2 separate regions of the Zea mays genome follow, and region 2 is linked to region 1. The links are chromatin contacts, called in public Hi-C maps. All regions are on one chromosome and are shown on one strand. Each heading gives the region's core, a stretch centred on a gene start, on an enhancer-like site or on the middle of the called end of the contact. The rest is flanking DNA. Distances are from core to core; before and after follow the strand shown.

Region 1 (2,670 bases), core at 48-2,547:
TTGGCGGGGCGCTGACAAATAGCTTTTGGCTCGGTGTTTAAACATAAATCTCCAACAAAGAATCACAGTACAACAGAAATCCTGCTGATTTTGTCCTCTTCTACCAATTGAACATATACATAGTAACATTGAATCGGCTCCCATTTGCATGCTGGAGCCAAATGAGATGGCGAGATTACCATAACTGACTAATTCAGTTATTTATTTAATGTGGGAGTATATGCATTGATTAGCATCTGTTTCTGCTTGAAATGTTTGTATACTTACTTATTTCAAACATTTCCTATTTCTTCAATAGCTCATGGCTTGCATTATCTCAAAAGTTATGGCATGTCAAAGTGCTATAATGGCATCTACTTAAGCATTAATATTTGTACTAGTCAGCATCTATTGAAGAAACGAGTCGACGTTAAACACTGAGAAGAAGGCGCAGTCCACAAGAGAAAAGCTCACCACAATCCCACTTGCCCTGGCACCGAAAGAAGGATTCGTCTCGCTTGATGCACGCAGGGTGGTACACCTTCGGGCAACCCCTAAAGGCAAAGTGAAGCTTATCAGCACGCACAGTGAAGCGGAAGCTGCATTACTTGACCGTACGTGATGCAACAGCTAGCTAATCGCGCGCGCGCGCGCACGCACTGACACACACACACACCTCCGGTCGCAAACCACGAGGCTGCCCCCATCGAAGCAGATGAAGCAGACCTCCTCCTCGTCCTTCTTGTTCCCCGGCTTCACCGGCGCAGGCACCGGCGCCGCACCGTCCCTGTTCTTCGGCGGCCTGCCTCTCTTCCTCTTCACCGGTGCCGCGGCGGCGGGCTGCTGCTGCTGCTGCTGGGGCGGGGGCGGGGCCGCGGCCCCCATGATCGATCCGAGGAACTGCGGGTCATCATCAAAGACCTCCCCGTGCAGATGGGGCGCGACCCCGACGCTTCGCAGTCGCAGCGAAGCGGAGGCGGGGGCGGGCGGGGGCGGCCCTGGGGGCTCCGGCACGGAGGGCAGCGGCGGGAGGCGGAGCTCTGGGGGCCACTCGGCCTCGCCGGGAGAGAGCACCTCGGCGCCCGGGCCGGTCCCCCCGTCCATGGATCAGCAGGCCCCCCCAACCCAAGCTTAAGCTCAAAAGCCCGCCTAACCCTAGCTCGTCGACGTCCACCAACCCTCGCTCGAGGTCGAGGCCTCGTCGTCGCCGCCGCGCGGTCTCCCACGGGCTCACGGACCCGAATATGATGTGGTTGGTAGGTACAGGACTGCGAGAGGTGGGCACTGGCCTGGGGCAGAGAGAAAGTGATGAAGATGATACGAGGCTGGGGAAGGCAGAGGCAGGGGGGGTAAACGGGGCGAGCAAGCTGGCGGGCTAGCGTAAAGAGGTGAAGGCTTTTCCAGTAAAAAAAAATCGCGGCGGTCAGGGGTCTGTCTGGGTGCCTTTTGGGTCCTGAGAAATTAACCTTTGGTTATGATGGCAGATCTAATACATTAATGATTGATGATTTGGTGATGTTCGTAAAGATAAAATAAAATAAAATGTCTCTTTGCGTCCGGCCGGACCGGGAGCGGGGCGCACCGCGCCGCACCGCACCGGCACGACACGGCAGGCGCACGGGTACAGAGAAAAAGGCAAAGCGGGGCGGGGCAGCGCTGCGCTCGACGCTCGTTTCTCGGCGGGGGCGTCGTCGGCGATTGCCGATTGGGCGAGCGGCGAGCGGCGGGAGGACCCGGAGACAAGCTAGAGGTCCAAGACGTGTGTGTTGCCTTGCTTGTAGTCTGTGGACGACGGGAACGGGACGGGGTGGCGTGGTTGGTCGCTGCATTTTATTGGGCCGCAGCGGGTCCAGTACACGGTTTGCCGTGCGTGGCATAGTGGTCGTGGGTTCTCGACGACTTCTCGCGCCCGTTCTCCGGTTTGTGCACGTGATGGGCAGGCAGACCGCAGAAGCTCCGATCCATCCTTGCTCGCGAAGCGCGACCATTGCCGGCCTGCGCGCATCGCAGCCACGACATGCTTCGCTGACGTACCGTATCCAACCCCAGCCTGAATTTTCTGCACATGCTGGTTCTGGGTGCTGTGCTGTGCCTGCTGTGTGTGTGTGCTCGACTCGTCCCAGGTCCCACCTTCCAGCTGCCCTCCGGAGTCCGGACCCGACAGTCCAGCACACCGGCAACTAATATTGTCTGTGTGCGTATTTGGTCTCCTTGGTAAACTAATAGCCGTCACCGTCAGGCTAGTCTCCACTCTAACCCATATGAAAACTGGCCTTGCTGTTACCCGGATAGTTGACTGGAAGTTAGCTAAAAGGATGCTTAAACTAAACAAGGTGACGTGCGCGCAGGTTTCTGATCACTGATCAGCTGGAGGCGGGGGGGTTACGCGCCGTTACAGCCTTTTTATTAGCTAGTACTGTTACTGTACGTAGTAGATGGGATAGCGAAAGCTCCTTTGGCTTTTAGTGCGCGGGCGCGGACGGGTGGAGAAAAGAAGACCCAGCTAAAAAGATGCACAAGTGAACACATGCCATTAAATAAAACATACACGTCGGAAAAGGCACATGTTTACGTGGACCGGATGTTGGTGCAGCAGTTCACTACTACTAGTATACATAAGAAAATTGCGGGTTCGCTTTGGCCTTTTTGGTAGTATAGTACTTGTAAACTCGCTCGGACAAAGAACGGAAG
Region 2 (2,670 bases), core at 112-2,611, 710 kb after region 1:
CCCACTGTGCGGCGCCCTTGGCTGGTCCCTCCCCCCCGGCGCGCCCGGCCCTGGCAGCCCCCTGCCCCCCGTCGGCGCCCCCTGCTCGGCATGGTTCCCGTCTGATATTGTTCCTAGGCGTGCATTGATTTAGTTGGGTTTTCGATTCACGGAATAAACTTGATTAGAAGCAGGCGAGATCGAGTAGAGGGGAATCAGCCCCGTAGCCCAACCCGGCCCGCGCCCCAGCCGCCCCTGCCCCTGAGGCCCCTGCTTGCCCCCCCCCACGACGCCCCTGCCCAACCCCCTGCCGGCGCCCCCGCTCGGTCCCCCGGCCTCAGCGCGGCGCGCAGCCCCTGCGTGGCCCTGTTCCCGTGCGCGTCGTCGCGTTTTAAAACTCCGTTGGAGTCACGTGTGGTGTCGCGCGCTTCGCCACGCGATAATCCTTTTAAATTATGTTCGAGTGGTGCGTTGTGTCGCGCGCTTCGCCGCACGACAACCCTTTTTATTCACCTAGAATTGTGTATATTAATTTAAGTGTGTAGTGTAACGACGATTAATTAAGTATCGAACTAATTAGGATCTAGTGCTAATTTTATTTACGCATCGCATGAATATCAATTAATATGATTATGTTGAGATAAGTATTTTAATCTATAGCTGCTTAACGTAATCGTTATGTCTCTCGGCTGCAGCTTCGACCGTCGTAGTTTCTTTTCTCGCATAGTCGTAGATGCGAGCCCTGCGCCACGCGTCTGTTTAGTTGTTCTATTTTATTGTGTGGTGTATTGTTGTTTTCTATGTTAAAAATGTGGAATGTATGTTTGAACTCATATAGGTAACGGTCCGTTGGCAGAGTCCGAAGGAGTTGCAGGCGAAGACCCTGAGCAACAGCTGGTTGGTGAAAGCAAGTGTCCTATAACCCATTTATGTCCTACTTATTTTATAATTCATCCCCCGTATTTACATAATTCATATATAAGGATTTACTAGTTTTTGTTTATCTTGTCCTTGTTCACCTATTTGGGTTGAATTATTTCTGGATTAGCTCTATGCTAGCGCTCACTTTAATCAATAAACATAATGAGAATTATTTATGATACGAGGTTTACTTTTAGAAATTGATGATGACATTGTGATATTTAAGGGGCTCAAGCGGTTTCTCGAGTGTCTCTCCGTAAGGACTGGTTTGTTGGATGATCACAAGGAAAACAGTACAACCATGAGGGTAGATGGATGCTCTTAGCTAATTAATTAGAGGAACCGATGTGTAGTTTACTTCGCCGTCATGCTGCTAATAAGGTTCGATGTATGCGGCTCGCTCTACCGAGGGTGGTTTGCCCCTTCGGACGGGCGAATACCGAAATGCGGACGGGCGAATACCGAAAGACGCCTTGTGACAGCAAACACGGAAACTGAGAACACGAGCAGAAGGCACTCGATCGCATAGGTACAGACGTACAGTAGCACAGCCGCGCACACTACCACCAGTCGGACACCCGCCCCGAGCTCCGGCTATGGAGGAAGCCGCCGCCGCCGCCGCTGCTTGGGCGTCTAATGCCGCCACGCCCGTCCCATCCGAGCCCATGAGATCCCCTCCTGATGCTGAAGCCTCCGTTGATCCTACCGCTGTTGGTGACGATGAGCACGACTCCAAGGAGGTCGTTCTGCGCAGGTACTTCCTCCAGGAGTGGGAGCTGGTCTCAGCGATCCTCCACCGTGTCGTCGCCGGCGGCGGCGTTGCCGAATCCGCCGATGTCCATAGGATCCGCTCTATCGTAAGCACTCTTCTATCCCTATTTTCAAATGCTACCTGCCGCTGAACCTTAGATCTCTGAGAGAAGAGGGTGTAGCTCTGAGAGCAACATTGACTTTTGTTTGTTTATTTTAAAGGATGTAATCTGCTTTAGCGTCTGATTTAAATGCACAACAGCCAAATTCGAATACATCATGCACAATTTCTTGCAATCTTTTAGTCGTCTAGGAGGCATTTTAAACTGTTTGGTCGAGGTGGTTGAGGTTAGTCTGTGAATGCACATTTTATTGCTAATATAGGCTAGCAAAAGCTCATCTGAGATACAAATGACCTACATAAATCAATCCTAGGTCCTAGAATGACATGTTATTTAGGAATTACATTCTGCTTTCCTGGGTAAATAAAATGGTTTTGGGGAGAGTTATGATTAATGATCGATTACCACCTCTATAGATAAAGGCAAGAGCAAAGGTCCACATGATGTGAAAACTATTAACATTAGGAAAACAATTGATGTTTGACTTAGAACAAAACCAAATCACTTCACAATTTGGAACAGGGGGATTAATTTACTTTTTTTGGCTCACAGATGAATGATATATTAGACATCCACATGGTCTCCTGAGCACAACTTTGGCCACTACTTTCAATTATGATAGTACTTCTAAGAAAAATCTGTACATATCATTTTCATATATCCAGTGTTAATGTTTGTAGAGCATCAATTTTGAACTCAATTGTTTAAGTGAACGATTGAAATGACTTTATGCCAAAACTATCATGCTTAAGAGCTTGCATGATAAATTTTATCTTTTCTGTTGAGCAATAGATGGACAAATATCAAGAAGAGGGTCAACTATTAGAGCCATACCTTGAGAACATTGTTTCACCACTTATGTCGTTGGTTCGGTCAAAGACAATGGAACTTGGTGCTA

Evidence for each region. Hi-C and Micro-C count contacts between places; a contact is called where the count stands out from the background.
Region 2: a contact with region 1 is called in a Hi-C map of endosperm, with 2.6 times the contacts expected there. The contact joins the promoter of LOC100273796 here to the promoter of LOC103626106 in region 1. A contact is called at or near these places in 2 of 25 Hi-C or Micro-C datasets (ear and endosperm).

Annotation. Positions count from the first base shown.
Region 1 is chr5:23,710,849-23,713,518 of Zm-B73-REFERENCE-NAM-5.0, forward strand. It overlaps LOC103626106 (zinc finger CCCH domain-containing protein 44), which reads right to left and starts at 1,298. Exons shown (of 11, transcript XM_008646482.4): 1 at 656-1,298; 2 at 454-533. The coding sequence starts at 1,083. It overlaps LOC100279875, which reads right to left. Exons shown (of 14, transcript NM_001152828.1): 14 at 2,492-2,670.
Region 2 is chr5:24,421,699-24,424,368 of Zm-B73-REFERENCE-NAM-5.0, forward strand. It overlaps LOC100273796 (Tubulin-folding cofactor D), which reads left to right and starts at 1,362. Exons shown (of 17, transcript NM_001360448.1): 1 at 1,362-1,757; 2 at 2,565-2,670. The coding sequence starts at 1,497.